2 separate regions of the Sus scrofa genome follow, and region 2 is linked to region 1. A link is a contact called in public promoter capture Hi-C data. All regions are on one chromosome and are shown on one strand. The core of a region is the stretch at or near the end of the contact, and the rest is flanking DNA. Distances in the headings are between cores, read along the strand shown. Region 1 holds the start of INCENP (inner centromere protein). Region 2 holds the start of FADS1 (fatty acid desaturase 1).

Region 1 (5,493 bases), core at 2,951-5,450:
GGGGTAAAGGAGCTGACAGTGGAGCTGCAGTCAGGTGTTCCCGCGACTAAGCTGCAGGTTCCTAAAGGGGTACCCTTGTTTAGTTCCAGAAATGTAGTTCTGGCATAATGGTCAGCAGGCTTCTAGAAACGCTAGACAGTAAATGCTTTAGGCTTGGTGGGCCAAGAGGCAAAATGTAGAATGTGAGTTAGGTATCTACAGAACAAGAGAGGAAACAAATACCTACAATTTAAAAAATTGATGTACTTCAGGAGTTCCCGTCGTGGCGCAGTGGTTAATGAATCCGACTAGGAACCATGAGGTTGGGGGTTCGGTCCCTGCCCTTGCTCAGTGTGTTAACGATCCGGCGTTGTAGTGAGCTGTGGTGTAGATTGCAGACGCGGCTCGGATCCCGAGTTGCTGTGGCTCTGGCATAGGCCGGTGGCCTCAGCTCCGATTGGACCCCTAGCCTGGGAACCTCCATATGCCGCAGGAAGTGGCCCTAGAAAAGTAAAAAGACAAAAACCAACAAACAAAACTGATGTACTTCAGTTGAAAGGTATAGGCCGACTCATAACCATGGAATTCTGTTTTGAGGGTAAAGGTGGGGTGTGGAGGATAATATTGCCTTGATTTGGCCCAGAGTTAGTGCTCCTCATCATTAAAACTCGATTGCCATGTTCATCTGTTAATGCAGGTCTACACTGAGATTTTTACCCACTTCCTTCTTTTCACACCATATGTCCTGCCAAATACTGATATCTGCCGTGAGCCTATGATTCCCGGGGATCATATTCAGCACCAGCAAGGCATTTATAGAATCCTATTAGATTCTTCCTCTTGGTATTTGCATTTTAGTAAATCATCACATTGCAGATTAATCACTTCCAATTGGAGATCAGGTGGAAGCTTCCAAATGGCCCAGTTGAATGGATTTTTGAAATAATGAGATTTCCTTTGTATTTGCATCAGTCTGAAAAACCAGGCTGGAAGTACAATTTGAGCTTGGAAAGGTATCCGTTGCAAATTTGTGTGGGAATGGGGATGCAGATTCTTCTTTAACATTTGACCAGACAGGAAGTGTACAAGCAACTTGGCTTTACCTGTGACTCAGACAATATTAATTGTCATCAAAATGATTTCACTGCGTTATAAATTTGCATATAAGTGTTGTTTTGCCTTGTATTTTTTTTGGTCTTTTTGCCTTTTCTAGGGCTGCTCCCTCGGCATATGGAGGTTCCCAGGCTAGGGGTCTAACCGGAGCTGTAGCCACTGGCCTACGCCAGAGCCACAGCAACACAGGATCCGAGCCACGTCTGCGACCTACACCACTGCTCATGGCAACACCAGATCCTTAACCCACTGAGCAAGGGCAGGGATCGAACCTGCACCCTCATGGTTCCTAGTCGGATTCGTTAACCACTGAGCCACGACGGGAACTCCCGTGCAGTTTATTCTTTAAAACAAACAAACCAACAAATAAAAAACCCCAGCAATACTAATACTATAGGGATGCTGGCTGGATTCTGGCCTGTAGGTAGATGAGACACTCCAAGCCCATAGGCTGGGCCAGGGACTCCCTAACTTAAAGAAGGGATGGCCGCATAGCTAACATTCCTGAGATTCTGGTTACACGTTACCCAGTTCTTCTTCCTGGTCCTGAAAATCTGTAGTCCTCTAGGCAGGCACCACGGTTCTGCCTGGTTTGGGGTTACATGGCTGCCCTTGGCTCAGCAGTCAGAGAAAAATAAATTTTTGATTTTTGTTTGTCCTTCAGACCTCAAGTTCTATCATTGACTACAGCAATACCCCAGTCCCATATCGTGTTCTTCAAACCGAGAAACACCTCCCCCACTGAGGGGTCCAAGAAAAGAAAAGACTCTCTGAGAGTTTTAAGAGAGTCAATTTCATATTCCCTTAGATATGCCCTAAATGTTCTTTCTTTTTTTGCCTTTGTTTTTTTAGGGCAGCACCTATGGCATATGGAGGTTCCCAGGCTAGGGGTTCAACCGGAACTGTAGTCACTGGCCTACGCCAGAGCCACAGCAACTCGGGATCCAAGCCGTGTCTGCAACCTACACCACAGCTCACGGCCACGCCAGATCCTTAACCCACTGAGCAAAGCCAGGGATCGAACCCCCAACCTCATGGTTCCTAGTCGCATTTGTTAACCACTGTGCCACGACGGGAACTCCTATTGATGTCTTTTTCCCTCTTCTCCCCAGCCTCTAGCAACCACCACTCTGTTTTCTGCTTTATGAATGTGACTACTTTAGATACCTCGTATAAGTGGAATCATGCTTTTTTTTTTTTTTTTTTTTTTTTTTGTGACTGGCTTATTTCATTTAGCATAATGTCCTCAAGGTACATCCAAGTTGTAGCAAGTGGCAGGTGGCAAGATTTCCTTTTTTTTCTTCCTCTTGCAGTCAAATCTGCTGCCTATGGAAGTTGCTGGTCTAGGGGTCGAATCAGAGTTGCATCTGTGGCCTATGCTGCAGCTTATGGCAACACTGGATCCTTAAGCCACGGAGTAAGGCCAGGGATCGAACTGCATCCTCATGGTGAGGTTTGCAATTGGCTGAGCCCTAACAGGTACTCCCAAAGATACAATTTTATTTATTTATTTTCTTGGCCATGCCTACTGTAAGCCGAGCTCAGAGAAAAAGAGAATGAGTTGGGTGTTCAGGCAAAGAGAAGAAAGTTTGTTATAGGGGAAAGGGAGAGGGTGACAGACCCTTGAGAAGAGCCAGCCCCCCACCCTTCTCATGGGGCCTTCTTAGACCCCGTGGATGGGAAATAGGATTCCCTGAGGCGGGGGTGGGGGGTGGGAGAAGGTTAGTTATCTTTCGCCTGCAGCTGAACTCTGATGGTCACGTAGTCGTGAGAAAGTCAGAGGTGTCTCATGGTAGGGTGGTCTCATAATCCTGAGAAAGCGGGAGGTGTGTGGTGTCCCACAGGGAAGGGGGAAGGGTCTCACAGTCTTGGGAAAGCAGGCACCAGCAGCGAAAACAGGATGTCGCCTGAGCAAGGTGGTCAGTCTCATGAGTCAGCATAAAGAGCCATTTTAACAATGGGCCCCCACGTAGCCCCTAACACCTAGAGCATGCAGAAGTTCCAAGGCCAGGGATCGAACCCATACCACAGAAATATTAATGCTAGATCCTTAACCACTAGGCCACCAGTTAAGAACCGGATTTCCTTCTTTTTAAAGGCCTAAAGATATTCCACTGTATGTACATACCACATTTTTTTTTAATCCATTCATCTATGGACATTCAGGTTGCTTCCACCTCTTGGCTCTTATAAACAATGCTGCCAATGAGCAAGGGTGTACAAATATCTCTTTGAGCTTTAACTGTCTTATTTCACAGGTGATGGCAACCCTAACTCACAGAGTAAAGTGACTATCTAAACCGGCATCTCCAAACAATGGCAATCCTGAAATTTTGGATAATTTCTTGCTGATGGAAGGCAGCTCTCTGCACTTGTAAGGTGTTTAGCAGCTAGGCTGGCCTCTAGCAACTAGATATCAACAGTACCCCTTGCTCCTTCAAACAAACCAAAATCTATTTATTTACACATTGCCAAATTGGGGGTGGGAGGGCAAAACTGCCGCAGTTGAGAACCAATACTCTAAAGAAACACGCGGGTCCAGCATAAGCAGGACCCAGACTGCTGTCACCCCAGAAATGATGGCGGGCTCTACAAAAAGCCAAACTCCAGTGCGACGTACAAAGCATTTTCTTTTTTCAACAAAGCATTTTCTCAAAAGTGGCGGCACAGGTAAGGACGTCACCCCGCAGAGCTGTCAACGTTGGGGGAAGAAAGGGCAAAGCAGAAGAGCCACCTCCCACCCTACCCTATCCCACCCCCGCAACTAGAGCACGACTTCCGGCCCTCGTCTAAGGCCGGACGCCCCGCCCAGGCCCGCGGGGCCCTCGCAGTGCACGCTGGGATTTGAAGTTCCGGCGTGCGAGATCTTACCTGCGCAACTCCCACAGCCGGCTACCTCCTCTCTAGGCCGCGCGCGGCCTCTCCCGGAAGCTGAGCGGGTTAAAGTTTCAACACTTCCTTTCCCCGCCTCTTAGTCCCGCAGATTGCCTGTCGAAGTAACCAATAGGTGGCCTGACTGTTGCTTCCTTTTACTTGATTGGCTTAGATTTTTGCAGCCGCCCAGACAAACTTGCTAGGGATTGGTCGAATCTTCAGTTTTGAAAATCGTAGAGTTGGCCCGCGCTGCACCGCCCGGTGGCTTCCCTGCAGCCGCGAGCCCTGGAGGCCTGGAGCGGTGGGACTTAGGCGGGCTAGGGTGTGTGCTGGGAAGGTCGCCGGACTTGGATCGGAGCAGCACTTCGGAGACGCCGTGCAGTCGAGTGAGTGCGCCCGGGCGGCCGGCGGGGGTGCGGGGTAGATAGCGATTTGTTACCCCTCCGGCCAGTCCCGGAGTGGGGGGCGTGACCCCCCCACTCCCCGCTGCGGCCTGGCAGGGAACGCATTACCTCTTCCAAGTGACGAGGTGACCTGCTTTGGTTCTGGGGCTTGAGACGACCCTCACCCTTCACCCGAGAGAATAACCTCATCCCCTCCCCTCCCGTGCTTAGCATCTTCTATGCCTAGGAAGCCCTTTGTTCACCTGGGCGCGCAGAAAGTGCACACCCGCCGGGTCGTGTGACGGGATTATGCCAGGTGGCATTTCTGTACAGTTAACCCTCGCTCGATACCTCTGCCATCAGCTGGGCAACATTTTAGACTGACCATTTCCGGGGGCCAGTGCTGTCCCTGATCCTGTCACTCTCCAAGCACGTTCGCTGTTCCACTGTGTCCTTCTCTGGGGAGCTCAGAGCCAGAACTGGGCGCCTGCCTTTCTGAGACTGAAATGGAGTAGGAGGCAAAGGTTTGTGGTTAAGAGCGCAGTTTAAATCCAGGCCCCACCCCTGACTCACCGGCTGACTTTGACTTAACTTATCTTTGCCTCAGTTTCCTCATCTGCATAAAGGTCTTCTTGAGGTTGTGGTGAGGAGTGAAATGATAAGCCACCCCATCGTGGAGCAGGACTCTTTAAAGAAAGCTGCTATTGTGACCTTCCTTCACTGAGATGCAGTTGCAGGGGTTAGGTGTCTGACTTCCTGCACCCTCCAAAGAACAGGCTTTGTGGCAGAGAGTGATGGGGGCTCTCGTCTGGCATATGATGTGAGAGAAGAATTGGGAGAGGAAGATGAGCTCCCTTTGCCCTTGGTGGGATGTAGGATGCTCTGGGTTTGTGCTCAGGTTCTTACAGGTGCTGAAGAGGCCTTTGCTGCTCTTCCCAGGACCCTCATTCTCACGCTGAGTCCTCCTTTCTCAGGATCACCTCTGATCTAATGAAAGTGACCCTGTTTTAAATACCCAAGCAGAGGCTGCTGAAAACAGACTTCCTCATGGAAGAAGCACTTTGTGAAAGAAGCTCTCACCCACTTTTGCCATTTTGAACAAATATTTTCAAAACAGCAAGTTGTGGGGAGTTCCCGTTGTGGC
Region 2 (5,316 bases), core at 2,714-5,213, 290 kb before region 1:
TCAGCCTCCCCGTCTTCCTTCATCCGCCTAGGCCTGTGCACATCAGGAAAGGAGTCAGGAGGTCTCGGTCCCGACTGTGGCTCCGCCACCAACTCCCTGGAGAGCTGAGGTAGATCGCTGTCCTTTGCCTGCTCTTCAGTGTCCCCAACTCTGGAGTTCTGTGACTTCCACTGGACTGAACATCCAGACTACAGAACGAGACAGCGCATGACCAACTCAGGAAAGAAGACTTAGCAAATGAGTTCTGGCAGCCAAGTATTACACTCCAGTGTTGCACTGGGGAGGAAGCTCTTGTGCTTTGCCAAGAAGCCAGGATCTTGGCTCTCGGCACACCTGCACTGTGGCAGAATCTGAACATGAAGTTTCTGAGAAGAAATTCCACAGGAAGAAGGGGACCCTGGGAGGAGGGGCTGGAGAGGCAGTGAGAGAAACGAAGGTACACATGTGGTGATGAGCAGAGAAAAGCCACAGGCAGGGAGTTCCCTGGTGGCTCAGTGGGTTAGGGATCTGGTGTCACTGCTGTGGCTTGGGCTACTGCTGTGGCGAAGGTTGGATCCCTGGCCCTGGAACTTCTGTACGCTGCAGGTGCGGCCAAAAAAATTAAAAAGCCACAGACATATGTTCTCTTTCTGCACCAAAGCTCCTGTGTTGTCCTCAGCTCTGCCCTGCTCAGAGGGCTTCTTGGCCTCCTGAGGGATACAAAGAACTGTCTTCCATGGATGCTGAGCCCAGTGGTGCTCTCGACAAGCCCAGGGCTCTCACCTGAACTGTGCTGAGCAGCACCGCACAGAGGACGAAGGGCACGAAGGAGGTCCCGAAGAGCCAAAGAATGAGCCAGGCAGTAACGTCCAGCAGCAGGATGTGCAGCAGGTGCATTAAGAAGAAGACATGGTTGGGCTTCATGAGCCCCATCCGCTCCACCGTGGCCTGAAGCTCCCGGAACTCATCAGTCAGCTCTTTCTGTAGAAGGGTGGAGAGGGCGAGGGTGTTATCTGCCCCAGATGTAACTCAACACAGCTGGAAACAAGGACCCTCTTAAGCTCAAGGACCTCCCACCGAAGAGCTGAGAAAAGTCCAGAGTCCTAGGTAAAGACACAGCAAGGCTGAGGAAGGATGATGGGAGGAGATGCTGTGGGATCAAGTCTAAGGGCATGTGGTCTTTGGAGTCAAACAAAATTCATTCCTTCAAGACCCTGCTCTGCCGCTTACTAAAGGGGGATTCCTTGGCCATGTTGCTTAACCTCTCGGAGCCTCAGATTTCTTGTCTGTAAATGTGTGAGTATTATATCACGCTTGGCACCGAGTTAAGTGCTCAATAGATAGATAGATAGGTTTCCTATTGAGGATGGCAATGGAAGTGGTGGTGGCCTTGTGAGAACCCCGGCTTCGAAAGCCCTTCAGCCCAGTGACTATGCAGAAGCAGGGCTCTCAAGACTCTCAAGAACTACTAATTAGTTGCCTGTTAACATATCTAGGCCTTCCTTCTACCCTCTGCCCCTCAGCAACCACAGGGTCTCCAAACAGCAAAACAGGGACTCACATTCTTAGTCGGTTCAAAGCTGGGCTGCTCCGGAGACAGTTCTCCAATCAGGAGAGAGCTCATATACTTCCTCACAAGGCCCTGGTTGATGTGGAACGCCACAAAGGGATCCTGCAAGGATGGGGAGAAGGCAGAACAGTGAGGCAGTCCGCCCCTGCCCCCCAGGCCTTCAACTTGTGGAGCGCTCACACCCAAGGCCGTCCTCCTGATCCAGCAGGGACGCTGTACCCAAGTTCAAAAAGACACCGCCCTCCCTTCCCGGCAGCTGCCCTTAGAGGGTATTCAGACCTGCCCCTGCCGTCCACAGCTTAGGATCACCCAGCATCTGTGTTCTCGTAAGAAGGGTACCCCACCAAGGCATAGGCAGCACGGCTAGGGGACCACACAAAGACCTGCCTGAGTTGGTCTTTCCTCTGGATGTCTCATAAAGTGTGATGAAGGCGACTCCCTGTGTCAAACTGCGTTGCTCCCCCTTCCTTCTGCGCTGCTTCCGGTGGGGCTCCATTTTTCCCCTCCCACTCTGAACACCCGCCCGCCCCAGGGTGCTAATTTTGGTTACGCAAGAAGGGGGTCCTCAAAGACTAAAGAAATGGACATCCTGAAAGTCAGACAGCCTCAGGCCCTAAAGGGGAAGCCAGCAGCGAGGAGGGAGCTAGGGCGGAGCCGGCGGCCAGTGGCACCACACATCCGGACCAATCGCGGTCCCGCCACGGCCGGCCCCGGCCCCAAATCACACTGCAGGAAGCCCCGGCGTTGGCTCTATCTACGCATGCGCTAGTCCACACCTTCGCCGCTGCCTGCATTCCCCAGTGGTCACTAGGGAGACAAGCACAAGCTCCGGCCTGCTGCGTCGGAAGGAGGGGCGGGCCCTCACCCGGTTAGGCTCCAACGCGACCTAACGGGAGCCTTAGCGGCCCGAGGCGCGCTCCGGGATGGCAGGGCGAAAGCTGGGGACAGTGTAAGGGGTCACGCCGCTAGGCAAAGGATGGGAAGAAGGATATCGGGAGAGGGGTCTCAGTGAAGCGAACGCTCCAACCTTTGGGTCCCAAGTTCTCCAACCCAGAAGGGAGATGCTAGGCGCTTTAGTTCTGAGAACAGGTTGTCTAGAGAGGGAAGTAGAATGCCGTCTGGGGTGTGCGCTGGCCCAGTGAGGCAGGATGCGGACCCCGCACTGAGCCTCCGGCCCAGGAATGCATTCAGCTGTCCGCTGCCACGAATAGCTGGAGACCCTGGTGGCCTGAAACTGAGTGACCTCCCCACAGAATTCCAGGACCAATCCGGGGCTCCTCGCTCAAGTGTACACTAATGCAGGCCCCCATTTTCAGCCCGCTGCTCTCATTCCTTCCTGTGCACGAGCAGGCACTAGCCCTTTCCGGCCAGTGGCCCCCTCCCCACCCACCCTCTCGTCTTCACCCAGTGAGTGCCAGGTGGCTTCCCATCTCAGCTGTGTCTCTCAGAGCGGTTCCCTTGTTCTTTGTCCTGCTCGCTAGTGTTGTCGGGCACACTCGTTCCAGACGCGGCTGCGGCCCCCTCCCAGCCACCAAGCCAGGTCAGGAATCCCTCTCTTCAGAGTTCCCATCCTGGCTCAGCGGAAACGAATCTGACTGGCATCCATGAGGACGCAGGTTCGATCCCTGCCTGACCTTGCTCAGTGGGTTAAGGATCCAGCGTTGCCCTGAGCTGTGGTGTAGGTCACAGACGGCTAGGATCTGGTGTTGCTATGGCCAGCGGCTACAGCTCCGATTCGACCCCTAGCCTGGGAATCTCCATCTGCTACCAGTGCGGCCTTAAAAAGACTTAAAAAAAAATCCCTCCCTTTGCCGTTGACCCCTCCTCCTTCGGTCTCGGCGGTACAGGAGGCCCCGGGGTCCCGCCTCCCCGCCCCATCCCACCCCAGCCCAGCTCCGGGGCCTGCCCACGCCTCAAAACCGCAGACTCGGGGGCCACATAGTGAGCGTACCGACCCGAGGCTCAGCCCTTTGTTTGGTATGCACGTTGCCGGCCTCCATTCCCACTCCCCAGACTCCATACTCCACTTTTCGCAGGCTCACTCCTGCCCTTGCATCCCATGCCCGCAGCACACCCCATCAATTAGCAACAGGTACGCTCCAGCGCCTCCCGGCTTTTCCTGGAATTAGTGAGTGTTCGGCCTTGACTGCCAAACTTCTTGTCTCGCGCACCGAGTGTCCGGCCCCGGGCGCCGGACCCTGCCTCCTCCCATGCCCAGGTCTGGCAGCGCTCACCGTAGCATCCTGCCCCGCGTAGTGGCTGATGACCCGGGAGCCCCCGGGGTGCCGGCGGGTGAACTTGGTGACGTTGTACACCTTCCGGTCAATCACGAGCCACTGTTCTTTGCCTCTTCCCGTGCGCTGCGCCACCTCCTCCCAGGTGAAGAAGCGCGGGGTCGACCCCTGGACCGGGTTCTCAGGGGCCATTGGGGCCAGGAGATGCCGCGCGCCAGCCGGGCTGGGGCGGTCAGGAGCGCGCACGGGACACGCGGGGCAGCGCGCGCCGGCCTCGCGTGCTCGGGGAGCCGGTCCGCTGGCGCGCACCCTGAGCCCGCGGTCCGCGCGCCGGCTTTTCAGCAACCAAGGCGGTGGGAGCTGAGCCCCGCTGCGCGCGTTCCTATTGGTCCAGCCGCGTGGCGCGGGGAGCGAGTCCCCGCCCTCCGCCGGCCCCGCGCCGGCGGCCGCGGCCGGAGGGTCGGGTTAGGCTGGCGTTGAACGGGGGCGCGCGCCACCTCGCGGGCCCGCAGCCGGGGGCGCAGAGGGATCCTGTTTCCCGACTTGGCGACTTTTGCTCCCAGGGGGCGTCGCGGGCGGAATAACGGTTCCTGTGGAGGCTCTTGGGAGCGGGCCAGGCGGCACCCAGTGCGGGGGCGCCCTGGGCTTCCAGGGTAGGCGTGGGCTCCGCCTGCGGCGAGGGGCAGAGGCCGAGCCGAGTGGGTGGGCGCAGGGCCCGCCTGGCGGCCGGGGAAGCCTGCCAGCCTCGCGAGGTTCGAGGTTGGAGGCTTCAGTGACGGCGTGGTGGACAGGAGGCTGTCCTAGGGGCCTGGTCTTTGGGCTGCTCCCCACCCCCCCGCCAGTCTCCAGACGCCCACCTGCCTGAGAGCCACCTGATGAACTCCCGCTTCCTCGCCATGCCACTCTACCAATTGTGCGGCTGGAATTAACAGTCAGAGAACCCTTGGCAGTTATCTTGTAAAGCAGAATTATGGTTTATTGGGGGTGGGGCGGGGGTGGTTAATGCTTTACTTTGCTCAGTGTAACATTTAAAATGCCCCGCAATTTTCCTATTTGCCTTTTATTGCTTGTTGGTGTTTTATTTCTGTTCTTTTTTCAATTAACTGAGATTCTTAAATAAAAGAAAGTGGCCCCGCATCTCCAGACCTCTGGGAAGCCCTGTGTGAAGAACCTGGGTCTTCTAGCTGAGGCATCGCCACTCCATCCTGGAGGCACCTGGGAGCCATAGGAGACCTTGAAGTAGAGAGATCAGGGCTCAGAGCTCTGAATTTTAGGAAGGGATGAGGAAGCACACAGAGGCTGGGGGACAGTCAAGAAACTGTTGCCTTTGCAAAGAGACTCAGTTTACATGCAAAATTTTATTTATTCAGCAAACCCTTTACAAAGCACTTACTATGTGCCTGGCCTTGTTTTTAGTGTTTTGCAAACATGTAATTTTCATAACAATCCTATGAGGTAAGGACCTCACTTACAGATGGAGAAATTGAACTGCTGAGAGGTTAAGTATTTTTGTCACACAGCCAGTAAGTGGCA

Evidence for each region. Promoter capture Hi-C pulls out the DNA fragments that hold promoters and counts their contacts.
Region 2: a promoter capture Hi-C map of liver shows a contact between it and region 1, with 4 times the contacts expected there. The contact joins the promoter of FADS1 here to the promoter of INCENP in region 1. A contact is called at or near these places in 3 of 5 promoter capture datasets (fetal liver, fetal skeletal muscle and liver) and 1 of 2 datasets of contacts at active chromatin or transcription factors (skeletal muscle).

The regions. Positions count from the first base shown.
Region 1 is chr2:9,444,532-9,450,024 of Sscrofa11.1, reverse strand. It overlaps INCENP (inner centromere protein), which reads left to right and starts at 4,200. Exons shown (of 20, transcript XM_021082921.1): 1 at 4,200-4,352.
Region 2 is chr2:9,734,072-9,739,387 of Sscrofa11.1, reverse strand. It overlaps FADS1 (fatty acid desaturase 1), which reads right to left and starts at 3,963. Exons shown (of 12, transcript NM_001113041.1): 1 at 3,784-3,963; 2 at 1,541-1,651; 3 at 763-960. The coding sequence starts at 3,963.